Linked DNA regions of Zea mays: region 2 is linked to region 1. Evidence: chromatin contacts called from public Hi-C data. All regions are on one chromosome and are shown on one strand. Each heading gives the region's core, a stretch centred on a gene start, on an enhancer-like site or on the middle of the called end of the contact. The rest is flanking DNA. Distances are from core to core; before and after follow the strand shown.

Region 1 (7,707 bases), core at 2,094-4,593:
GGTTTGTCTGCTGAATGGACTTCTCCCCACGGATAATCTGTGTACAAAAACAAACATCAAAATGAGACATCAATATATATATATATATATATATATATATATATATATATATATATATATATATATATATATATATATATATATATATATATATATATATATATATATATATATATATATATATATATATATACAAACATGCAATTTAATTTAAGTACCACATGACCATAGGTTTATGCAATCAGAAAAGTTATGTTCTAGTTTTACATGTTTTAGTGAGCTGTGTCAAATGCAATAACAGAACTTATGGTCATGATTGCCATATGAACATAGAAACTAATAAATTTTGCATACAAATTTGCCAGGCACGGAGTTTTTGTAGATAATGAGCGCATCCCCTGCCTGAAGGCCATGTGTCTTCACGAATTCACCTAACAAAGAAAATTCAAATGGCTCAATCTATCAATGTCGGGATAACAAGAAAGCTAGGAAACATTTGAAAGTGTATCCGAATTCCACATCGAGGCATACCTGCAGCTTCCAAGATATACATTCTGCTTTTGTTGTTTGGCCAAAATCTGAAATAGCAAAGTGTGTGTCAGAAAACATTTGAGTTTAGCAACAGTAATAAGATGCACCAGTTTCTGCATACTGTGGCATCTACTGTTCATGACCTTCAACTTTAAGAACATGGCAACACTTAAGAGAGAAATCAATTTATACAATGCCTTCAACTTCCTGGCTCTTCACAGGAAAGAAGTTAGGACATCCCAATAGGTCATTATCATTCAGAAACATATTTGCATCTATTACCTTTCTCAGATGTGCCATTTCAAAGATGTCATAAGGTAATCTGAGAGTGAGAGCATACCTATACTTAAATTTCCATATAATTGGAAGCACCATGTCATCCATCTGCAGTATCAGAGGATCCCCTTGCACCAATGGTGGAAGACCAGCCTCAGCATCCTTCTGCAGAAGATTGAACAGGCAGTTACATTACAAAACATCGTTGACAAAGTGCCCTAACTCCCCAGAATAATAGGATAGGCTACCTTGGGAAGCACAATTCGTCCGGAATTTGCGACATCACTCTTTGTCAACTCCTTGCGCAAAATGACTTGGTACTCTCCAGAGTTGAACTTCTGAAAGTCATGTATGTCCCAAGCACAAGGTGACACAGGAAGGAAAATAACTTGTTAATTACGAGAGAAGTGTTTGTCTATCTACTGTACCATGACCAGGTAACTAGAACTATGTCAACAGAATTCAAACCAGTTATTTTCTTTTTCCGATGAACTTAGCAAATGCAGATACGCCATAAGAGAAGAATATGCACAATAAAAAAAGGACATGGAGTGTGTGTTAGATGTATCACATTATTCACGGAAGCACAACTTTCATGGCTCTGCTTCGACTCAGGAAGAGTGCCAACTGTGTCACGATGAACTTTGCCACTGTTTCTAGTGTCCATTTCATCACTGCTCCTAACTATTGCAGGCAAATCCTGTGTATCACACATCAGAGTAGAAGTAAAGATTATGAAGGGTAATGAAATCAGTAAAGTTTATTATAACCCTGAAGGTTCATGTCTATCTATACCTCTGAATTCTCGGGTTCTTTGGCAGATATAGATCCTTCCATGGGCGTCATGTGGGAACAAATATTTGGTCCAAGGGACATTGTAGTGAAAGAGTCAAATCCAAGGCTAGATGCACAACCTGTTGTTTCCATAGAATATGAAGAAACTAGCTGAGGCGGAGGCAGAGGCGGGATTGTGAAAGATTGGTTCTACATCAGAGGATAACAATCGGGACATGCTGACTATTGCGACGCACCAGATTAGTTGGCCCATGCTTAAATCAATGTGGATACAGGTTGATGCTACATTGGATTCTAATATATGTACCATGCAACCACAGATAATAATATGATGATACAGAAATAAACTGCCAACTTACGTAACATGCTTGAAGGCCAAAAGGACATTAAAAACAACGAAGACGAAATCAAACTTACTAACTGCAGCAAGCTATAGTTATGTCTGTGAACCAGAAAGGAATGAAAAGAAAGCAAGCCATGTTTTTGCTCTAAGTTTGTGAAAGGACTATACCTTGTATATTTTACATGGTTCCATGAGAGTTTTCGTTTCAGTCAAATTTAATCAGAGTGATACATATATATACAAGTTAATGAAGGGAATTTGCAGTAGGAAAGTGAAGGAAAGAAGGTGATGTACCTGAATCCTTATCCGGGATGTGGGTATGGCGCAATGGGTGGGGATTCTCCTGGATGTGGGTATGGCGCAATGGGTGGGGATGCTCCTCATGTGGTGTAGGGTAAGTAGAGTAGGATACATTCTTGTTAAGCATGTAATGGGTCCATAGGGCATAAGACTGGGAGAGGTTGTAATGGAAGGGTGTATTGGTGGTAGCAGGTGCGGGCTGTGAGGCAACGGCGGCGAAGGCACTGTTGGACGCGCTCCAATCGGTGAAACCTCTTGGAGGTTGAGAGTGGTGAGCGGCATTGGCATTGTGTGTGGAGGCATCAGCATCAGCTCCAGGTCCTGGTCCTGCAGCATAGGGTTTGGGGTGAACAACAAGAATTGGAAACATTTGTATGCAAAAAGAAAAAAAAGAGAGTATTAACTGATAGAAGTAAGATTAGGTTTAGATTCTGATAGTACTCTCGTGTACTGTAAGAAATTATAGATCAGCAGCAGTGGACAGTGGTGGAGGAATAGAAATTGTGCCGTGCAAAATTAAGCACCAGCGTAGGGTGCGGCCGGGATTGCAAAATTGAATGGTAATTTAGTCTACTTACTCCAGGTGGTGCCCTCCCTCCCTAATCCATCCAAACACCCGACCATCCGGTGAGGAAGGAAGGAAGGAAGGGAAGGGGAAGAGAATGCGGAGAGAGGGAAAGAGAGAGTGACTGACCGGCGGCGGGTGCTCCCGCTCCTGCGTGCAGAGGCACGTGGAAGGGGAGGGGAAAGGGGTGCAGGCCCTGGCTGGGGTTCTGCACGGCGGCGAGAAGCGCCTGGTAGTGGTACTGGTGGTGCGGGCCCGCGCCGCCGTCGCCGTCGCCGTCGGGTCCTCCCATCTGGCCCATTACCCCCTGATTCCGGCTGTGGAAGGGCAAGGGCAAGGGGAGGAGGCGAGGTGGGAGAAGGGAATGGTGGGAACGGATGGATGTGGTCGTCCGCAACCCACTCACGCTGAGGGAGGGAGTCAGTCAGTCACGAGCTGTTCTCTTCCTCCTCATCTACCCGTCCCGACGGACCCGGGGCAGCAGCAGCCAGCACAGCTCTCTCTCTCTCGACGAAAGGAGGCCAAGGGCCAAGGGCAAAGAAGGGGAAAGGGCCAGACGACCTCCTCCTCTTTTCTCTCTCCACTTCACCCCACCCGGCCACCCCCACCGCACCCACCTGCAGACTGGTGCAGTGCAGCGCAGGAGTGGTCCTGCTATGCTATGGCTGCTTGCTACTGTCACCCGTTCTCTTCTCTCTCTACACGCCGCAAGAACGTACTGATGGTGAATTCCTTGCTTTTTTTTCCTCCTCCGACTTCTTCGTATCTTCGATTCGACCGTGAGAGGGGAAAAAAAGGGTAAAGGCAAGGAACAAAAATATCCTCCCAGGATTTGCACCCATTATCACTATCCATTCTGCCGCGCACGCCTTCAATTACATCATATTATTTAATAATAATTAAACTATTTTTAGCACCAATAATTATCATTTAAACATTAGAATTTAGTCGGCAAATACCCCATTAAAAATGTAGTGACTAGTCATTCGGATCCAATTTTTTATTCATAATAAATGAAGTATTGTATTTGTCATTAGGAAGTTGCGTACACTCCCATTTTTTAATCTAAAAGTATACAATGCTAATGAAGTGTATTATATACACCTACTCAAACATAAGTCTCAACAAATTTAATCTTTTTTTTCTAGAAAGAAAAAAAACTCATCGTCAGAATTGCTGCAATGTTCTCTACCAATGATACGTAAACTAAAGTGGAGGGTAGTATGCATTCTAAAAATCGTTAGAAGAATTTCATATTTTACTAGTATGTTAAGCTAAGTATTTTGGTGACCGTCCGGTAAAGTACAGATCCGAGGATTCTAATAATCTAGGCAAGTATTGTAAAACTAGGACCATTAAGTATTCCGATAATATGTTTGTGAAATGCAGCTATTGTACTGTTTGGTTGATGCTGATGGTGATGCTAATGTAACTAGGCAACGGTGCTACTGATACAACGCCTCCTTCCTTTGTCCTTTTTAGTCTTCCACCAAACATGAACCAACCTTCAATTCTAGGGGCAGGAGCAATGGATGTAATATAGAAAATCCAGAAAAGAAAAGGGCATTGAGTACATGTGTTGGATGGAGATGAAAGCAGACAGAACTGCATCATAGAATAGTTCATTCATGTAGCAACGATAACGGGGGATATTCACTACTGACTATCTTCCTCTTCCCTCTAGCTTGAAACAAGTGACATTTCTAACTAGACGCTCACATCTGCCATCCATTTACAGAGATGGGAGAGTGGCCTCTGCCATCTACATGTCGTCATCCAACTCGTTCTTCTCATCCTCGTCTTCCTGGTCACCATCGTCATCCTCGTCCTCGTGAAGAGCCTTGCACTTTCTGAGCTTCTTTGCTGGCTGATCCACCTCCTGGTCATCTGTCTTGGCTTTCTTAGTGGCAACATTGTTCTCCTGCATCACAGCCACCGAATTGCCATCAGGGAAATACACAGGTAGCAGCAGTAGCAGACTAGCTGGCAGAGACAGATTACACATGACAGTGCCCACAAAAGGAGAGGAGAAGGCAGAGAAAAGAAGATGGACTTACACCACTGCCCTCGCCATTCTCGGCCTCAGCCTTGAGCTCCGCGGCCTTTTCAATGTAAGGCTTCTTCTCCTGGTCCAGAAAAATGAACAGCATAGCGTGAATGAATGAATGAAGAGCAAGAGTTGGAAACTCGACAGATTCAGATTCAGGACTTACCTCGTCTGTCATGGACTTCCACCTCTCCCCTCCTTCCTTTGCAACCTTCAATCAACAGAAAAAAAAAAGATTAGCAGAATAAATTGGGTGGGATGAAGCAAAAGATGGAATGGAATGGAATGCAGGCGAGGCGTAGAGAAAAGCCCATACGGTGGCGACACTCTTGTTGTCAGGATGGGTGGCCTTGAACTCCTTCCTGAAGTCGTCCCTGGAAGAAATAAATCGACGATGTAACGAAACGCGTATACATCAGGAGGGCGAGGAACAAAGGAGAATGCGCGAATGTGCGTGTCGCGCTGCGTCTGCAGCATACATGAAGAGGAAGAAGGCGGTGGGCGAGCGCTTGCGCTTGGCGTCCTTGTTACCACCTCCCTTGGCGGAGGACTTCTTGCGGTCCGCACTGGCGACCTCGACGGTCTTCTCGACGACCTGCGCCTCGAGCGTCATCCTGATCTTCTCGTCGAGGCTGCAGCTGTGCATGTCGATGAGGACGACGGGGACATCCTTGTTGCAGGCCTCGCTGCATGCATGATGGGATTCGCTCGCATCAGAATCATCAGATAGCGGTCCGGTCGAGCAGGGAGAGGAGGAAGGGAGAGTTGGAGAGGCAGGCAGGCCAGGTGGTTACCATCTGGTGAAGGCGCTCCCGTCCCTGGAGCGCTTGAGGACGGTTGCCTCGACGCGCTTCCTGCTGCGCGCGGCATTGCCGGTGGACTTGCCTCCCGCCATGGATGGATGGATGCTCAACTTGCTTGGGGACTCGGCGGGTTGGGTGGCGATGAGGATTGATGGATGTCCAGGCAGGGAGAGGAGATCGGAGTAATAAAGACGGAGGGGAGGCGACGAAGGATTCGGCGGGAGGCGGCAGCCCAAATTGCAGGCGGCGGGGGGAGGAGGAGGGAAGCCAGCCAAAAAATTGTAGAATTGGAAATCCATAGCACCTGGCAGCCAATCCACAGATCGGACGGTCGAGGCTTCTTCGTCTTGGCGCCAACCAAAGTTGCCGTCCCGCTCTCTCTTTCTGAGTTGCTCTCCCCTCCCCCCGCCTAGATCCAAATCAAAAACATGTCTCCCGCCGCCGCTGCTCCTCTGTCAACATAATTACGGGTACTAAATGTGGTTTGATTATAATATTAATTATATAGATAAGACTAAAATATAAGACGTTTTTATTAAATCTAACTAATCCTATATTTTATATTTATAATTGATATTCAAATTAAACTTTAGTCCGGAACCAAATACTCCTTAAATAAGTAACTTTAGTCCGGAACCAAATACTCCTTAAATTTAGAAAAAAAATGGAAAATAGAAAAGGGAGAGAGAAATTTTAGCCAATACAAAATAAATTTATAAATAAATAAATTCATCTCACCATGGCATGTTTGAATCATACCTCCAAAAATTGAGTACAAATTTGCCACAAAATTTGAAATTTAAAATTTCGAATTCAAAATAAAAAAAAAAGAAAACAGAAAAGAAAAGAAGAAAACAAAACTAACCTAAGTGGGCCGCCATCCTCAATTCAGCCCACCTGGCCTTTTTCCTCCACGCGGCCAACCCCGCTGCTGCCTGGCATGGCACAGACAGCCATGGCCCACTGGTCAGTTCCTTGCACCTTCGTCTGTCGCTGACGAACGGCCCCACTACCTAGTCCAGCTGAACCGTGCTCTCAGCACCGGTACTGACTAGCGGACCCCACTCGCCAGCCGAATGCGCCCCCACGTTCACCACCTCTCACTTGCGTGTGGGCCCAAATTACCGAGTCTCCCCTGTTCAGCACGCGCGGCGGGCGGAGCTCAACGACGTGTCGATTCCGTGCGGGCCGTTATGGCCGCCCCGATCCCACTTTGTGTGCATAAATCCATCATAGGAGCTCTCGTTATCTCGTTTCCTCACACCTATACCCACACTTGAGACCCCTACGGTAGCAGAGGGAGGAAGGGTGGCGCTTGGGTGACCGCCGCACGGCAATCCGGTCCACCCAGCGTTCGGGGATCCACTGAAGGTTTGGGGAGTTCCTTAGCGGTGCTTGATGGGTGCTCACGGCCATGGGTGGACGAATCGACCATCAGAGTGACCGGAATTGCTCACCGTACTTTGGACTCTGCCGCGCGTCGCGGTCAGAGGGCATCGACCTGCTAATCAAGGTGAGGATGCCACTCTCGTGTTCGCATTGTTATTCAATATGTATTTCCTTAGAGAATTAGGGTTTGGGTCACCATGGCGCGCGGTATTGCACGTTGTCAACGGCTGTGCCGGGCGGGACTGCGCCGCCGCAATGGCCAGCGGGAGGTTGACAACGAGCGCCGACCGTGGATCTCCACGAGGATGGCTGAATTAGATCTGGTGTGTTGGTGCGTAGACCGTAGATCTCTAGTTGGACGGCCGAGATCTAAAACACATTTTCGTCGTGGCCGATTCGTTCTGGTCCGTCCAATTCCGATCGATCGAGCGAGAGTCGATGTAGGGTAATTAAATCTGGGGCATCAGAGTTGGATCGAACGGCTTAGATCGTGTACCGGTTCAAGCGCGGGTGGATCTAATCGGGTCCGTTCACTTGCGACCGGGCGCTCAGGAACCCGCGATACCTCTTCGATTGGTTGATTTTACAAATAGGACCCTCTGTTTTAGGGAAACAAACCCACAGTCCATGGCATGAGATTCTGAGTCTTGGAGAAAAC
Region 2 (7,707 bases), core at 2,201-4,700, 130 kb before region 1:
CATCTTGTGCTGCCCGCTACCTGTCAGAGATTTCTGATTGAGAGAAAACCCTGCAGATGATTTTCCAGTCAATTGCTTGTCAGGCTTTCCATGGACAATTTTATTATCCCTTTTCTCTGAACCAGTAGTCAGTGATTGTTTTGTCATGATTTTTGACTTCTTAAATTCTCTGCTCTCTTCTTCAGCACTCATGTTTAATACAACATCAGATGCGGCCTCAACAGCAATCCTTCCAGTAGGACTACCAACACCAACATGCTCATTTTCCTTACTTTCAGCATTCCTCAACAGCTTGTTGGATTTAAAATTCTTTGGCACTTCAAGGGCGCAAACCACCTCCAAGTTAGGTTCCAAAACAAAACCTTCTAGATGACAGCTCTCTTCTTCAATTTTCACCTCTTCAATCTGCCTTTCTGCCCGCAGAGATGTTGGTGAATGCTCCTGTTCTGTGTACATGTCAAAACCAGACTTTGATGCAGCAGACTTCTTTGTCTTGGGATGCTTAGGATCCTGTTGTAAAGATGCTTTCTTTTGAGGAACTGCCAAAGAATTATCACCTATTTCATGACCACCATCTTTGACATCCTCCTCGGTCCCTGACCCTTGCCCTGAAGTACTTGAGCAATCAGTAGGGGGATCATCTTCCATTTGTCCCAGTCCTGGAGTCCCACCAATATCAGGTGACCTCACCAGGTGCTCTGTAGTCTTTTCACTCTGATCAGGCAATGCTACATTTGCGGCTTCAGATGTTTTTGGCAATTCATTATAAGCCTTGCAGATCTGCTCCACAGCAACATTAAATTGTTGAACATATTTTCTTTGAACTTTAAGAGCTCGATCTAACAGATCGTTCTTTTTCTTCTCAGTAAATTCCTCAAGATCTGCCAGAGGTACAAAGGCACTGCAGGATGATATTCATTCATTAGCAACTAAGTGATCATGGCAAGCAAAAGGCAGATATGTAAGACAGCACAGGCAACAACATCAAAACAAGTGCTTATCATAGCAAGGAAAAGGCAGTAAGAATTTATTAGGCGGTCATATTACAAATTAATGCAACCCAATGCATTCATCAACTTAACTCGTGTAACAGTAGTTCACTATCAACATTATTGAACATTCTATGCATAAAGGATAACGTGGAAAATAGCTAAAGAATACCAAGTTAAAAAATGAACTCTGTCAAGCTTTAGCAGAATCAAGGTACAAAGAAATGAAAGTCATTCTTGGTTTGTTACTTTAGAAAAATATAAGCCTTATAAAAAACTCGACCTACAGGGTAAGACCGCCCCCACGGTATTATATTAAGAACAACTTCTCACGCAGGTCGAGAAAACCCCTGAACCCCTGCCCCAGCGGCACCGTAGCCCATGTGAGAACGACCGCGACCAGGGCCGAGCCTTAGACCTGTGCTTTGACGTGAGACAGACGAGGGGATTTTTTAACCACAACATGAAAATTCGCTCTCGCGAGGAGTCAAACCCAGGAACTCAAACCACCTAACCAACTCGGCTCACTCTTCTGCTTTAAGCCTCTCGGTTTGGTTACCCAGTCTATGAAATGTTCTGGACTGTTCATAAGGCATATACTTTCGAAAAAAATTAAGCCTTATGAACAGTCCAGAGCATTTTATGGACTGGGTAACCGAACTGAGAGGCTTAAAGCAGAAAAGTGAGGATATTTCAAGAAGCAATTTCTAGTAATAAATGTTCTTGTCTCTCGTCCTTATAAAAAAAGATCATGCCACAGGGCTGGGCTGACCAAGCAGACAGGAGCAAGCAACATTACATCGACAATGAAGTTACACATGTTTTTAGAATTTAAAATAACAGATTGATTTAGTACAAACACAGAAATTAATTATCTAACCATATAAGAGAAACTAGTCAGGTATAGACATAAAGAAGGTGTACAACAATTTACATCTGAAATTCAATTCCCCTATGGGAAAATGAGAATAGTTAGGACTGAAAAGAGTGAAAACCATAAACTCAAAACTCCACTTCATTAAATTTGCATCCTTTCTTTAATAAGTCCATGTATAAAAGCCATTTTGCCAAAGAAAAAAACATATAAAAGATAAAGGATTATATTCTCCCAAGAACTGCAAAATGTGTGGTTCGCTATCAAAGCCACACGTGGCTAAGCTAGAGAATGCTTGGGAGACCAGAGGTGTGCAAAATCTGTAAATTTGAGAGTTGGGACAATAAATTGCAAGCATTGACCTCCCCTTGTCGTGACCTGGACTATCTCTAAGCAAAACAACACTACTGGGGATCTGCATGACAAAAGGAAGACTTAATCTCGATCTGTAGTGAAGAGCAAACCCAGAGTCCAGGCTTGTAACGTGTTACACTTGGAGTACTAAACAGAGAGCAAGAGACTGGCCCTGCTACCATACAGGTTGCCTGGCCACATTTTGACGATTTGTTATTAAAATGTGATAAGTGATCTAGAGTGACAGTTTTAGGCAATTCGTGCACGAAAAATGGCGTGACCCAATAGGGAATTAATTGATGGTTGCAAGAATGGCAGTTGCGGTATATAGCGAGAAATAACGGTAAGGTAGCAGCTTCCAGGCAAAGAGCTTACATCTCCCCGGTGCCGTAGAAGCAGACGAAGAACTTTTTTGGCGTTGGCTTACGTTTCCAGTCCTCGGGCTTGCTGATCTGTGCAGATACAGAATTTAGAGCATTAGCCGAAGCAAGGCGAGTAGACACGGAAAGGATGAGGTGGGAAGGGAGTGAAACCCTAGTGTGGTTGTATGGGCAGCAGTAACAACCGCAAGAAGAGGCGAGGAAGGTGGAACCTTACCTTAGCTGGCCAGGACGGGTATCCCTTGATCTTGGCGAGGACAAGGTCGCCTAGCTGGGGTTCCCTGGTCCAGTTGGAGCGCTGCTTGGCGCCGCGCCTACCGCCGGGAGGCATTGGCGGCGGCGGCGGCGGCGAGGGAGGAGGATGCCCCTCCCCACAGCGTCGAACCCTAACCTAACCCTAGCAGCAAAGAAAAGAGCAGCGGAGGCGGGGCGAAGAGAAGGCCCGGCCCTGGACCTGCCCCTAGGGTGGGAAGCACGGGCACCCACAAGACAACCCTAGAGGAGGGAAGGGACGGCGGGAGGCGATGGAATCGACGGGCAGGGGCAAATTGCGTGAGGTGCGGTCACCTTCTCCGCTTCTCGGTGGCTACTTGAAATCACTTGGATGGAGGGGGCTGCCGGGGATGGGACGGGGCTTCTGCCTTCTGCTGCTGTTTGCCTGCTTCTTCTTCCTCCTCGCGTCCCCTCCTCTCCCTCTCTGAACGGCGCGGCGCGGTGCGGTGCGGTGCGCGGATGCGGGCGGCTCTCCTCTCCCTCGCCTTTCTGCTGTGCGCCTGTGCCACTGCGGTCTGGGTCCGTCTCTCCCGTGCGCTGTTGTGTCGTGCCGTGCTCAGGTCCTTCATCAAGATACCATAGCAGCCGTCCGATCTGCATCCCACGGGTTTCATTCCTTGTGCCTAAACCTGTTCAAACGGATCTGATCGGATTTAGGTCACATAAAAACGAGCCGTGAGACGTTTTTCGGTTAGCTCTCAATCCATGGCCCTGTTTGTTTCGGCTTCTGGCAGCTTCTGGCCACCAAAAGTTGTTGCGGACTGTCAAACGCTCAGCTTTTCAGCCAGCTTCTATAAAATTCGTTGGGGCAAAAACCATCCAAAATCAACATAAACACATAATCGGTTGAGTTGTTGTAATAGTAGGAATCCGTCACTTTCTAGATCCTGAGCCCTATGAATAACTTTATCTTCCTCCACATGTAATCGTAATGATACTTAGATTCTCCCCACAGCCAGATTTTCAGAAAAACTGGTCAGAAAAAAGCTGAACCAAACAGGCCCCATGTGGATTGAGTGGGATTGGATGGGTTTAAATTCCAAACAAGTCAAATTTATTCTCAATTTTTTTTCCAATCTCATCCAATCCATATGTATTGGGAATAACCGAACAAGGCCTAACATGGTTCTTACCTAATCCGTGCGCATACTGTGGGATAGGATCGGTTGGGCCGTTCTTCCCTGTTGAAGGTGTTGGGTTTAGAGCAACTCCAAAAGTATGTTAAAAATTTTACCCTAAAAACTGGTTACTAAGAGTAGGCTCAAAAGTTTTAAGAGTGAATCATGATGGGTACTCCAACAGTTCCTTTAAATGTGACATGTGGCGCCATCTGCAAAGTCGTCCAGAGGCTGTGGATGATCTGATACGTTGAGGAATGGATTGGGAGGGATGGAACACACTAAAATATGAGGGAGAGGAGGCTGTGAATGCGGACGCTAATTTTTTAGGGGGAGAATGAGGGAGCTGTTAGAGTAAGAAAAATCACTATTTTTGACTAATATATGTTTTGGGGTTAGTTTACACGTTTCTTTTGGAGTTGCTCTTAGATATGGCAATGTGTACCCGCTACTTGAAACTCAATTGGTTTTTCTCTGTTTGGGCTAGTTTGGGAATCCCATTTTACCAAGAGATTTTCATTTTCTCAAGATAAATTAGTTCATTTTTCCTTAAAAATGGTGTTCCCAAACTAGCCCTTAGTTACAGGTTTGGTCCAATTTATCTACCTATGTGTTTATTATACTATTTCTATCAAACTCCTTATCTTACTCTTTATCTCACTTTTTATTTTAAACTTAACTCTGCTAACAGTACAAGTATTTTGCACGACCTGCTGGAGATGGTCTTAATGGGTTTAAATGAAAACCCAACGGGTATAAGACAAGGGTTTATTCTTCCACTACCAATACCTACAAACACATGAATTTTAAAAAAACGCCTTAAAATCAACATAACTTATAGATATATTTTTATAATATTATTGAAAGTAAAATAGCCTTAGACCATTTTTTATATTGATTTTGGTGCTTGATGACCATCATAATCATTCAGACTAACTAATTTGTCTAGTCTTTAATTCACATATTCATAAGTTCAATAGTTTAAGTTTTTAAGTCACAATCAGCTAGAATCCAACGAAACAATCAGCTAGAATCCAACAAAATAAGGGTAAAACATGGAATAGATGTAAAGCCTTAAAAATATGGTTTAAAGTATTAGGTAGTTCTTGAGAAATAAAACTAGAGTTTATTTTAAGTTTATGTTTCATTTGCAAGACATGTTCCCTATAAAATAAATATGAAATAAAAGTTTAAATTTATGCATTATGTCGGAGATTATGATTGTGTGTTTGATGTGAATCGGAAATACTCTTTAAAAATATTTGAATTAAAGTGACTTTTGATAAAAGATATATATTACTTGCTTATAAACTAAATAAGTACTAAATACTAAATATTTAATGGACTATCTAATTAACTACATCCAAAAAATAATGATTTACACCCATTCCAGTTATTGATTGAGCAATTGGAACTTTAGTTGAATTTAAATCTGATTTGACAACAAAATGAGAATATGAATTTAAAAGAAAAAAACTACTAACGTTGTGGGCCTATTCCCTCACCCTAGCCCAATTAGCCATCCCCGCCAACCCAATTAGCCATCCCCCGTGCAGTCTCTCGCCTTGTGCCATTAGCCGGGCGAGTCACGCGTCAGCCGCTTACTTATTCACGCATCACAAAACTGTGTCACCATCAGGCAGGCCTACGTCGCCAAAAGATTCTCTCACTATGGTCGTTGCGAGACGTCACCATAGCCGCCATGTTTCAACTAGCCACGTGTCAGTCGCTTACTTCTTCACGCATCACAATACTGTGTCACCGCCAGGCAGGCCTACGTCGCCAGAAGATTCTCTCACCGCGGTCGTTGTGAGCCGTCACCATAGCCGCCATGCTTCAACAACCGCCAGAGAAATTCTCTCCCTCACCAACCTCATCCCTATCAATCACTTACCCCAGGCGTATAAAAGTCGAAGCCTTGGTGACCCCCAACCCATCTCGCATGCACCACCACGAGCCAAGAAAGCTCGTCGCCATAAGAAACAGAAGCCGCCTCCATGTAACACTATAGCACCCTAAAAATTCAAATCTAAAAAATTCTCAAACTCGTTCTAAAATCAAAGTGATTTTTAAAATATTTGTTTGCAAGTTGATCTCAACAAAGAAAATATAGTGGTTTATATTCTCTTCAAAATTCTCCTCAAAATATCCTACAAATATTTTCCAAGTGATCCCTTCAAAATCTTTTCATAAATACTGTCTAAATATTCCACCAATATTTCTCCAAAAAATTATCCTGAGAAATACCCTCGAAATCATTTTTAAAATCCTTATAAATATTTTCTAAATATTTTTCCTTATGCTCACACGTGTATATATATGCCCTCGGGTGTCATACAATGAAATCTACAACCTAATTTCACTTATTCATTGCTAATACATGCTAATTTTCCACTAATTCTCGCCTCCTCCCCATAATTCCCCCACCTTGCCTATAAATAGAGAGACAAGGGGTTCCCTCATGCCATCCCAAGCCATTTCATGGAAACTTACTCTCACTCATTCCACTCCCACACAAGCACAACACGAGCACAATGATCGTTCGGTCGTTCATTCGATCGTTCTTCCAACTATTCATAGTTTGTTCGTTTGATCGTTCGTCCGATTGTTCATCCCATTGTTCATGGTTCATTTGTTCATTCGTCCATTCGATCGTTCGTTCGTTCGTCCAAATTAAATTATTGTTCATCTATCATGGTGCTGAAATTCTGATCATTCGTTCGTCCGATCATTCGATCGTTCGTCCTTTCGTTCATAATTCATATTCATCGTTCATCGTTCGTTCATACGAACTATTCATCGCTCATTCATACGACATATTCATTGTTCATGTTCATCATTCGTTCATAATTCTTATTTGTCGGGTTTCATGATTAGGGGTACTCAGATTATGCTCCTAAGCATATCTAACACCCGAGTACCAAGAAATCATAAACCAAAAAACTCGCTCCTCGAGGTCGCCCGAGACCCCGCTCAACGGCTGCTCAAAACTACGTCTCGCCCAAGCCCATCCTCGGGCGAAGGTTGTGCCTGCGTGGATCCTCGATTCGCCTCGCCTTTACGGAAAGCAATTTCCACCTCGCCCCGAGGCCATCTCGGACCAAGGCCAACCTCGAGCCCGGCATTGGCCAAAGTTCTCGGGAACCATAAGACGTGCATTAAATGCAACCGATATGAATACCTGCTCCACCAACATCACCACAGTCAATAGAGGAAGATGGGACTATGGTCCCACCTACTTTCGCCATCTACGATGACGCACGCCCGCAAATATTGGGCATTGCTCCCCTGCTCCGGTCACTTTTCTCAACAACTCTAGATGGGACATGCGACATCTAGGCACAGCCTCAGCCTCGGGAGAGAACTCCACCTCGCCTGAAGGCGAACTTGGCCTCGGAAGGAAACTCCGCCTTGCCCGAGCTCAATCTTGGCCAACAGCCCTGGAAGTAGCGCATTAAATGCCACCAACTCCCCGTGAATCCCGTAGGAGACCATTCCCACTACTATTCTAACCACTCCCTGCACGACTGCGCGTCCGAGCGCAGACCCGACCTCGACCTCGGCAGAAATCTCCATCTCGCCCGAGCATGACCTCGGCCAATCAACATCGACAGAAGGACGCCCGACGCCACCAACCCTTCCACAAAAACCGCTGGCAATGGGATGGCTACAGAAATCGCCAGGCTAGTGTCAAGTACGTTTTATGCCATATGGGACGG

What was found. A called contact is a pair of places that touch in the nucleus more often than the background predicts.
Region 2: a Hi-C map of tassel shows a contact between it and region 1, with 2.6 times the contacts expected there. The contact joins the promoter of LOC103654440 here to the promoter of LOC100272565 in region 1. A contact is called at or near these places in 4 of 25 Hi-C or Micro-C datasets (bundle sheath, ear, leaf and 1 more).

Annotation. Positions count from the first base shown.
Region 1 is chr4:201,509,819-201,517,525 of Zm-B73-REFERENCE-NAM-5.0, reverse strand. LOC100272565 (putative B3 DNA binding domain family protein) reads right to left here and starts at 3,343. Exons shown (of 9, transcript NM_001147032.1): 1 at 2,940-3,343; 2 at 2,240-2,572; 3 at 1,603-1,721; 4 at 1,379-1,507; 5 at 1,056-1,145; 6 at 872-972; 7 at 532-578; 8 at 355-431; 9 at 1-37. The coding sequence starts at 3,111. LOC541952 (nucleosome/chromatin assembly factor D) reads right to left here and starts at 5,816. Exons shown (of 6, transcript NM_001358409.1): 1 at 5,652-5,816; 2 at 5,337-5,543; 3 at 5,174-5,231; 4 at 5,024-5,068; 5 at 4,868-4,936; 6 at 4,398-4,731. The coding sequence starts at 5,752. The coding sequence ends at 4,573.
Region 2 is chr4:201,644,911-201,652,617 of Zm-B73-REFERENCE-NAM-5.0, reverse strand. LOC103654440 (ENHANCER OF AG-4 protein 2) reads right to left here and starts at 3,450. Exons shown (of 12, transcript XM_008681271.4): 1 at 2,815-3,450; 2 at 2,593-2,669; 3 at 1-901. The coding sequence starts at 2,928.